2 separate regions of the Mus musculus genome follow, and region 1 is linked to region 2. The links are chromatin contacts, called in public HiCAR-type maps. All regions are on one chromosome and are shown on one strand. The core of a region is the stretch at or near the end of the contact, and the rest is flanking DNA. Distances in the headings are between cores, read along the strand shown.

Region 1 (5,573 bases), core at 1,086-3,585, 2.5 Mb before region 2:
GCCTCCGGCGGTGCTTTTCCCACGCTCGCTTGTTATTAGTAAAATTACAGTCCTTCTATATTCCAACAACTAATTCCAAGCATAGCCCATCTTCATTCAAGCTTTGGACCTTGTAACCCACAGACCAGTACGGATACTATTCAACATTAACAATGGATTCTGCTTGGCACAGAGAATCACTAAAGGAAGAGGCATCTGGCTGTTGAAAGCAGCTATTCCATACACGAGGATTCTTGCCTCTATTGGCCATACCTCCCATATATCAGATCCCCCAAATCATGCACTGTTCTACGTTGGCAATCCAAAAGGAGTCATATCAAACAATCTTCCACTGGATTTTAGTAGCGGGGCTGGGGAGCCTTCCAATTATGTTGATACATGCTCACCAGCGGGCACATCAACTGAACTACCACCAGTGGAAGTGTGCAAAATGAGGTAACTCATGGGCAGGGGCAACACCTCCCCATTTTCATGGAAGTCAATGCAGAAAATTCTCGGCGTCTTAAATATCAGTCACACAGTTCCTAAAAGTGAACTGTCCGTCATGCTTATCGGGCCTGATTTTTGCTCATTACATATCTCTTTTCTAAGCCAACATATCTCTTAGAGAACATTAGGCATGCATACGTATACAGCCTTGCAGAGTTGAAGCACAGCAGATCAGTTCAAATGAGGGAAATACAAACCCCTTGCAAGCACAGCCTCCCCCTCTATTATCCTCTTCTTCCACACCCTTCATTACCCCGGTGTTTACAGTGAAAACGCAACTTTGGGTATTTGAGAAATAAGTGGCTCCTTGTGGAAAATACAGAGATGCACATCCCTCTAAGCCCCCAAGTCTGTTTTCCGACCCCCACCCTCCGACCGAGGAGGTTGCACCTCCTTCCTAGAGACTTTACTCTGAACAGAGTGGCTCAACATGCTGAGTATCAATCGATGAAAACACATTACACACAAGAAGAAGAGGAAGGGGGGAGCGAAACGCAGCTTTGCTTTCAGCCATTAATTACGAATCACCCAAATATCGCTACGCCTATCTCCCATGCACAAGCACCCTTGCCAAACCTGGCTGTCAGGCAGCGCTTTCCAGAGCCTCGCTATCTATTGTCAGGACAGAGAAGCCCCCGGAAGCCTGTGAATCCCTCTGAAAATGCTTCCTCGGAAACGCTAAATATAGACCAAAGGGGTCTGGGTCTGGCGAGCAGCGGGAGACTGAAGAAACGGCCATGGACGCATATGACTAAGTCTTTCCATTTTGTTCTAGCCAAACATCGTAATGACATTGAACATAAGGGCAAAAGACTGGAAGGAAGTCTTCCCCGCCCCCACCCCGTCTTCTCCGGTATATTAGGGACGTCATGAATGCAACCGGGTTGCTCTGGAGGGTGGCGGGGAGCAGTCGGTGTTGCCCTATATACGCGTCCTCCGAGGTAGAGGGGTGGCAGGGAGGGGAGCACGCGGAGAAGCCACTTGGTAACCGCTCCAAGAAAGACACTGACCCCGGACCCCGTTGCGGGGAGAGCCGCCTTCCAAGAGGGGAGCCGGTAGGATCGCGGTCCTCCCCCGGGGCAGACAGCACCCCACTGCCGCCCGCCGCCACCCCTAGCCCCGCTGGAAGCGGAGGACCAACCCCCACCGGCGGTGAGCAAGAGGACGACGCCCGGAGGATGCGCCCGGCTCCAGCAGCTCAGCTAAGGCAACTCACCGAACGGCGCGGCGCCCGACTGCTTCCTGGCGAACATGCACCCGCCGCCAAAGACAGCTCCTCAGTCGGGGGAAAGGCGTGCGCGCCGCCGCCCGGCTTCAGAGCAAGGTCCTGACCTTGCCCAGCTGCAGCATCCTCCGCTTTTGTTGTCGGAGCGCGGCCGCGGGACAAGTGATGCTGGCGGGGAGCAGGGGCGAGCGCGGCAGGCGAGAGGCGGCTCCCGACGCGAGTGCGCAGCGCCCGGCCCGGCCGCCCCTCCGAGCGCGGCGAGCGTAGCGCCCCCTGCCCGACTCGGCGGGCGCCGCGGGATGCTCAGGGTTCCGCGGGGCTCCCCGGGCTCGGGCCGGGCTACCGAGCCGCCGCGCCCGCCGCTCCGCTCGGCCGGTTGCCGCCGCGGGCGCGAGCCTGGGCCGCCCTGGCGCCCGGCGCCGAGCGCTCTCGAGCTGCGCCCTGCGCGCCGCCCGCGCCACCTGTGTCGCCGCCGCCGCCGCCGCCGCCGAGAGCGAGGCTCCTCCCGCCGCGCGCCGCAGCTCAGCCTCCGGCTCAGCCGCGGCGGCCGGCTCCGGCGCTTGGCTAGTGAGCGAGCGAGCGTCCGCCCCACCACCGAAACCTGCCCCGGGTGCGGAGCATGCCCAGTGCCGCCGAGAGAGCGCGGCGCCTCGCCACGCGAATTCCACTTCTGGTTTTCGCGGCGGCAGCAACAGCAGCAGAGATGGGAGGAGGCGGCTCAGGTTGGGAGAGGGCCGCGCATCCCCGGGAACAGACAGCACCCGAGATAGAGCCTACGCGGAGAGTTGATTCTGCGGGGCAGATGTTGGTCTGCAAAGGGGCAGCGATTGAGGGGTTTTAGAGTAGCTTGTGAGTTAAGGAGAGCACCGGGCCAGCCATGAAAGCTAGTGGATGGGGGTGGATGTTCTTGTAGATTCTAGGGTTCCAAAGCAAAGAACGCATGACGTCTGTGAAAGGTTCTTTCGTAGTGTTGGGGCCCCATCTCCACCACCTCCTGCTCTGATTATGCTTTATGCAAACTCAGTCTGGTTTTAAAATCTGGAATATGAGTAAACTTCCTACAAGGAAGACCCTTGCTGGATCTAGAGCTTTAATGAATTCTCTTCGTCTTCCTGTCACGTCTCACCCAGTTGTCTTCTTGGACACCTCCACGACTGTTTTCCTCTTCTCTTCCATTGTCCCGTGCTAAAATGAAAACTTTGCTCCTCCTCCACTGACCGCGGTGGAGTCTGTGAAGCTTGCTCCATTTCCAACTGAGATTTCCGAATGTCTCTCAGTTAGTCAGTCATTAGGCAACACAGAGTGCTAAATCTAGCAAGCAAAGTCACACTATGAAAAGTCTTGTTGGAAAACGAAACCCATGCCAAGTTCCAAGGCAGGCAGGCCCTCAGGACCTTCATCTATGTCCCTGTGTGGCTGCAAAGTCTGTCAGTCACATGCAGGACAAATACGTCCCATAATTATTCCACCAAAGATCCTTACTTTGAAGCCAGCCCACCCCACCCTACTCTTTCCCAGAGCCATTTTCTGAGACACAGATAAATGGACCAGGAACCCCGAACTTGTAATAAGAGGGGTTCCAGCTTCAGTAATCTCAGGGACATTTCTATTCAGTTTGCAAGAGATTATCCAACAAGGTCAAAATGCTTGCATTAAATCTGAGATAGCCTCTATTATTCTCTGGAGTTAGTGAAAGGCTGAGGCAAGTGGAAAGAAAAGTTAAGCAGACTAAATATGTAAAGGAACAGACAAGAGATTGAGTAATGACTGTTCACAACAGGGAAATGTGCACCGTCAGTCATTCCATCTACCTCTAGTAGGCTCAGTCTCACTCCCAAAAGTTGTTCTCCAGTGTAGGTTCTCCTTCGAAGCTGGTGTGACATTAACATAGCCTGATTCCTGTGAGGGAAGATATGTGGTCATTTGCAGGTTTGGTTTTTTGTTTTTTTGTTTTTTTGTTTTTTTTTTTCCCACATCAGCTTCAGTTGAATCTGGAATTTGGGGCTTGTAAGGCACACCAGCTGTCACATCTCGTGTGTGTGTGTGTGTGTGTGTGTGTGTGTGTGTGTGTGTTACATAATAAAAGATGCGCTTAGCCTCTGTGTGTCTGTTTCTGTTTGTACTTGTGTGATTTGTATGTGCTAGCATGTGTGAGAGATACGTGTATGTATGTATGTGAGGCATGTGGTCTATGTGAATATGTGTGCTGATGCCCGGAGACCAGGGAGAACTCAATAATGTTCTTTTCTGTCCCTCTTGGCTTTATTCTTTAAGACTTGGTCTTCCACTGAACCTGTGAACTTAGAGGCTAACAAGCCCCCCAAAACCTCCAGTCTCCAGGTCCCCTCAAGACTTGATTTACAGGTGTGTTACATGGCCTCACCAGTCATTCTATGGGGGTCCTGAACTCAGGTTCTCAAACTTGCAGAACAAGCACAATTACTGAGCCATCTCTCTGGATCCCTGTTTTTCTCCTTATGAATTTTAAGGAGTCAGTAAGTCAGTGGGGACAGGGAAGAGACTAAGACAAAATCAGATATCGTAGTAGGTGCACAGATCCTATCCTTATAGCATATACATATGTTTATATCCAAAAAGATCCAGTATGAGAGAAAAGTTGTTTGCTTTGCTTTATGAGAAATCGCAAAATTCCCATTGATTTATTGATCGCTATGGCAACACCCATGATCAGTCCCTGAAGAACTTCTTGTGGTAGGTGTGGGATCTTTAAGAAGCAGACATGCCCTAAACAACAAGGATTTCATTTACTCTTTGATGCACTTCGTTGAAACATTTATGATTTCTGTCCTTCCAGATTTATTTGTAACTGGAGATATTATTAAGTTCACAATTAGATAATGTGAAAACTAGGGTGAAGTGTTCCTGTGTGGTGCTGAGCCTTCGGACGACTCGCTGCTGCCATCTTTTGCTTGCTGCTTCTGACAGTTCCAGTGAGGAGCAGAATCCTAAATTCACACATCCACTCTGAGTCCAGAAAATTGTTATTCTGGTGGTTTCGAATTATATTGATCAATGAATGCTACATGGCAAATCGTTATTGTCCCTCGTCTGTTTGCACATCATTAGAGCAACGCAGTGTAGAAATCACATCTCAAAGCAACACGTTTCTCTTGATTTTTCAAAATCAACTTAAAATATGAAGCAAACATTTTTACATGGAAGTTTGGCTTAAGTTTTGAGAATAAAATGTATTAATGAAACACATTTTGTAAAGTCATATGTCAAGTTTTAGAGTTCAGATTGTGTTGACTTTAGAAGAAAATCTCTTTATTGGTAAAATATCAAGATAATGAAATTTAACTAGGAAATGGTGGTTTGACATTTTTAAAATGTATTACCTGTTGATGTTTGTTGAAATTTAGAAGTATAACTAGATGTCAACAATTTTATTTCTGTCCTGTATTTAAGTACCAATAGTTGTGGTAATTTCTTAAAATTTGTAATTTATAGGCAGGAGCAATGTCTCAGAGGTTAAAACCACATACTGCTCCTGGAAAGGATCTAACTTTGGCTCCAGCACCCATGTGAGACAGTGTACAACCACCTATAACTCGTTTAAAAGATTGGACACCTGCTTCTAACCTCCACATGTACTGTATTCTCATGCAGATACATATAGACATATAAATGATTAGAATAAATCTTTTTTAAAATACCATTATTTAAATTCTACAATGAAGTTTCTGTAACAGTAACCCATCTGTGTAATATGACATCTGACTTATATGATGAATATTATTAATAACAAGCATAAAAGATACAGCATGTTACTTTAGAATGATACTGCGAAAGAAAGAGAGAGGGGGGGAAGGGAGGAAGGAAGGAGGGAGGGAGGGAG
Region 2 (5,236 bases), core at 2,226-4,725:
CAATGCCCTTCTCCAACAAAGGGAGCGTGGGATTTCTTATTTCAGGAGCCTTTACATATTGCACACAGACATTTCCATAGAAGAAAGCACTTGGCACTGGCCGCACGCCTGCGTGTGCTCAGTTAGGGATACCTGTGTGAACACACTCCGTTTAAGATCATAACTTAAGAAGAAAGCATACTAGACACATTCAGGCGCATGCTTGATTGAGGGGCAAAGAGCACATGATTGAAAGATTGGATTGAACAGGGATGCCTTTGTGTATATACAGCTCACCTTATAAAGTTTTATCTAAAAATAAAAGAAAGGACTTTTGGAAGGAGTGCTCATGTGGGAGTTGGTCCTTAAGGGTACCTGTCTCACTTATTGGCTAACGAGACTACCGAGGAAACTTTGAATAGAAATGATTTGTAATGATTATGGGAACAAAGTACAACGGGCTTAACTGCTCTCATGAAAAAAATCACCCTGTTCTAGCCCGAGGCTAGATATGAATAAGTTCTAGGCTGTATATGAATAAGTAACCCTGAATAAAATGCATGGTTTGACAGCGATGGAAAGTACATTAGGCCACATCTTCAGTGGTCCTGGACACTCACATTCCATTGTCAGAGTTCAAATGGTCATAAAAACAAACTCTTCGTTGAGCTAGTTGTTGGGAACTACTGTCCAGGCGCTTCTCTCTCTCTCTCTCTCTCTCTCTCTCTCTCTCTCTCTCTCTCTCTCTCTCTCTCTTTCCCTCCCTCCCTCTCTTACCCCCCCTCTCCCTGTCCGCCCCCCCATCACCCGTCACATTCCCCTCCCCCGTCTTACTTGGGCATGATCTATCATGCAGCTAACCTTTATAGCCATTGCCCTAGATATTCACTCTGACAGCTCCAGGGTAACAGTTAGGGTCTCAGAGCACAGTTCTTGGCACATCTCTGCACGTGTGCATTCTCAGGTGGATATTTTGGTGGCTGGATTTGTGAGAAGATCTGAGGGGAGACTGTTGATGTGAAGTTTTTGCTGAGCTTAGTCTTTAGCCTTGGCGTGTACATTCCTAAATACTCAAGTTGTGAGCTCAGCACTAAGGATTCTTGACCAGTGTTTGTCCTACAAAAGGGTGCACGATCTCTCTTCTTAAGAACACATAAACAGGCCAGCCTGGTCTACAGAGTGAGTCCCACGACAGCCAGGGCTACACAGAGAAACCCCGTCTCAAAAAAAAACCAAACCAACCAACCAACCAAACAAACAAACAAACAAAGCATCCGATCTCATTGTCAAGGCCTGGTTAATCACACAAGGGTAGCCTAGAAAGCAAATCAGGCATCTCTATGTGTATGTTTTAACTCACGCTAATGTGATGCTTATATGTAAAGCATCATCCCAAGAGGGTTGCACACATTCAACTCCCATGAAAAAGAGAAAACAGTCTTATGGTCCCATTTTATAGGTGAGGAGAGTGAGGCACAAAACATGCTAACCACATGAAAACCACATGGCTGGTGTCCAGGCAAGTGTGGTGGTCTGGCTCAAGGTTCAAGTCTTCAAATATTACCCTAAGAGGCTGTCCACTCTGCTTGGGGGGAACAGAACGGAACTTTAGAGACAACCATGAAACCTTAAATGTGGACTAACTGAAGAGATTTTAGGCCAGTCTAAACAGCAGTGTTCATAAATATTATTTTGTGTGAGGTGGGGAGGGAGACTGGGTGGCTAATTTGTTTTGTAGTTGAGGGAGTCCAGTAAATTTTATCATGCCACAAGAAATTAGACTCTGTTCTTTCAGTTTCTAGAACAGGCAATTTGTTCTGGTCACTGCTCATAACTTTGTTTACATTAGACAGGCCTAAGTCTTCAGTCATTAATTTTGTAGGAGTACTGGGCCCCTAGACACGCAAGGGATAGTTTATGCCTGTAGAAAACCGACCCCCTCAATGTTAAATATCTGAGTTGGACAAGAGATTTTTAAACACAGCAAGCTTGCAACCATGCTCTGTGAAACTTGTGCTGAAAAATGTTTGAGTGACTGAGGTCAGACCTTAGTTTGAATTCTGCACTGGCACCAGATGGGCCCCAGTGAACCCAGGTTACCCTACCAATCTCACGAGCAAATGCGGGGATTCGTGAAATACACTAACAGGGAAAATGCACTCGCGGTGGACCACAAGTCCCGCTGAGCCAGCTCTCTTAGTTGCCTGGTGCTGCTGACTCAGGCTTTTGGTCTGACAGGGATTTCTGAGGCAAGACTAAAGATGTACGATCCTTTTGATCCTTTGTTCTGAGATCCAGAGAGACTTGCAATGTTTCAATGACTTGTTGACATAGCCCTAAGGCTATTGAACTCACACAAAATTCCAGGCTGTTTCCACATGTTTCTTTAGTTATGGCGCTTATTTTTCCGGAGGCTGCCAGGATATTTTGCATGCTAGTCTTTTTGTATTTGGAATCTGTCTGCACTGGAGAAAAAGGAAGTACTCATGGAGATGATTCTTCTTCTTCTTCTTCTTCTTCTTCTTCTTCTTCTTCTTCTTCTTCTTCTTCTTCTTCTCTTCTTCTTCTCCTTCTTCTTCTTTTTCTTCTTCTTCTTCTTCTCCTCCTCCTCCTCCTCCTCCTCCTCCTCCTCTTCTTCTTCTTCTTCTTCTTCTTCTTCTTCTTCTTCTTCTCCTCCTCCTCCTCCTCCTCCTCCTCCTCTTCTCTTCTTCTTCTTCTTCTTCTTCTTCTTCTTCTTCTTCTTCTTCTTCTTCTTCTTCCTCCCCCTCCCTCTCCCCTTCCCTCTTCTCCTCCCCCTCCCTCTTCCCCTCCCCCTCTCTTGTCTTCTTCTGGAAAAAAGGAGGGGTCCATCAAATTAGTTAATCAGGAGCAAAAAAAATCTTGTATCCTTTTCTTGTTAGGCCATTTACTTTTTCTGTTAGCTTTTTGTATTGTTTTTTAACAATTAAGAAATTACTTTATGGAACCACTTTTTGTCAAGAATGCTCTTGTTCGTCCCTAAACAGTTCCAAGCACGCATTAGCCGAATGTGCTGACCCATGCAGAAAGACGAGGAAGCCCTGCCCCACGTAGTGGAACAAGCCCCGGGTGCAGTTGCTTTTGGATCCCAGCCTCTAGCTCTCCGGCGCAGACATAGCAGGTTTGTCCCGTGGTGAACAGGGAATCGAGGCACCAAGCTGTCCTGAGCTGGTGAGGGGCATTCGGTCCCTCGGCCCATCAGTCTCTTCCCCAAGTTCTCTGGCTCTGGTGCAGAGCTCCCGAGAGGACTCTAGATCCGAACCAGTGGAACGCCCAGGGTGAGCGTGGAGGTGCAGCCCTAGGGGCAGAGCCGCGGCCTCCGCAGCGCTCCCATCGCTGAGCTTCTGAGCTTTCCACGCCGCCGCGCCCTTCACGCCTACCTCGCGCGGAGGCTCCGCCCTAGACTCCGCCCTAGCTTCTGAGTGGCGGCACCGGGCGTCAGTCTGCGTTCAGGGCGGGAGCACGGACGGCTGTCACAGTAGCTGAGCTCGGGACTGCGGCTGCGGAGAAGCGAGCGGGGCGCCGGGCTGTAGCGGAGGGTGCGCGCGGGTGGAGGCGCGCATCCCGCATGGAGGCGCCGAGGAGCGCGCCGCGGGAGCGGGAGCGCGCTCGGACCACCTCAGGTGGGCGCCGGGATGAGCACAGTCTCCCGGAGGGTGTAGTGGCGGCGGAGGGTGGGCGAGGGAGAGCGAAGGGTGCTTGTGGCGCGGGGACGGCTACACCTCGCGCGCGTGGCTGTGCGTGGGTTGCATCTGAGTCCCCGGCCATCGGAGAGAGGCGGGTCTATCCAGGAGTACCCGGGCGCGTGGACAAGCTGGTCGGTGTCCTCGAGGGAGCAACTTGGTTGTAAACTAAGCTACCGGGGTTTGCGCCTTGAGAGGATGTGGCCCACACCTTTTCAGCAACCAGAGTTGTAAACCGCAGAGAACACTCTTGACTTTAGGGGGAAAAAAATGCTCACCAAGGGGACAGGGTGACAGTAGATCGCTATTGCATTTCGGGCCCCTGCCCCACTGGGTAGCAGTGGTCTGTCCTCTCCAAAGACCTTAGAGATGAAATGTCTTTCTTCCGGTCCCACAGCTGTGTCCGTGGTTCAGTTTCTCTAGGTTTTGTTGGGCCACACGCTGGATCCTGTGTTTCACCATCTACCACTCAAGGAATGTGAGCCTAGTAGTGAATCTAAGCTGTGTGTGTTCTTGCTTTCAGTGTGTAAATGGGGTTGTTGGACACCGGGAATGTTCCTAATTGCTGCTCTCCGTCCTAGTAGGAGCTTCTGACACAGCACTGTGTTGTGTAGTGGAAGCAACACTGTTCAGGACACGAGGTCTGGACGTCAGTCCACCCTAGAGTGTCTGGGTAGGAGTTATTCAAGACATCAACCATTCGTGAAATGCATGCTGGACAAGTTAATTCCGAAGGCCTCTCCCAGCCTAGTCTGTGACTAAATTACCCAAGTCTCTGAAGTTTAGAGAATTAACTCATTTGTTTAACCTTTATGCACCTCAGGTTATTATAGAATTAGCCAAGTATTTCCTGTGGGCGTATCCAGTCGAACATTTTTTATTTTGTTTCTTTCTTCCTTTAGTTTGGCAGAGAAAAGAAAGTTGGAAACAGAGGCAAGGACATGACTGGGAAAGAGCTGGTTTGGGAGACTGCAGAATGCCTACTTTGGCTTAACAAAACCACCAAGAACGTTTCCTTTCTCTGCACGAAGTCCAAGGCGTGTCAGTGCGCTGAGCCCAAGGAGAGAGAGGGACCTTTCGTTTGTTTCAGTCTGTGGGGTCTGCTGTAGGTTTGCAGGACAAAGTGAGATTCAAGGATAAGATTGTGGAAAACGTTTCCCTTTCGAATATAACTGCTGAGGGAGGACTTAGGAGCATAGGAGATCCTCTTCGCTGGTTCTGTTTTCCAAACAGATCAAAAACAAAAACAAGACAAAAAAAAAAAAAAAAAAAAAAAAAACCAAAAACCAAAACCAAAAACAAAACAACAAACAAAAAACAAACAAACAAACAAACAAACAAAACCGACACAGTGGCCTTAAAGTCACTTACTCCAGCTGAAATGGAAACAACCTTTTGGTATACCTCTTAACTATTTGCTAAAAGAAAGACATAGATCCACTTTTAAGACTATTAGTAAACCTTGACAGAAACCAAAGAAAAATAGAAGACCCCCCCCCATAGAATTGTTGGAGATGGAGAAGGGGTTGGGGATAGTCTTTTTAAAGTATTGTTAA

What was found. HiCAR-type assays count read pairs that join an accessible place to other places.
Region 1: a contact with region 2 is called in a HiCAR-type map of astrocytes, with 4 times the contacts expected there. The contact joins the promoter of Ctnnd2 here to the promoter of Otulinl in region 2. A contact is called at or near these places in 1 of 39 promoter capture datasets (liver) and 1 of 115 datasets of contacts at active chromatin or transcription factors (astrocytes).

Annotation. Positions count from the first base shown.
Region 1 is chr15:30,169,296-30,174,868 of GRCm38.p6, reverse strand. It overlaps Ctnnd2 (catenin (cadherin associated protein), delta 2), which reads right to left and starts at 2,335. Exons shown (of 23, transcript NM_008729.3): 1 at 1,706-2,335. The coding sequence starts at 1,742. It overlaps Gm31953 (a long non-coding RNA gene), which reads right to left and starts at 1,699. Exons shown (of 2, transcript XR_875097.3): 1 at 1,066-1,699.
Region 2 is chr15:27,679,781-27,685,016 of GRCm38.p6, reverse strand. It overlaps Otulinl (OTU deubiquitinase with linear linkage specificity like), which reads left to right and starts at 3,475. Exons shown (of 8, transcript NM_001242423.1): 1 at 3,475-3,620. The coding sequence starts at 3,566.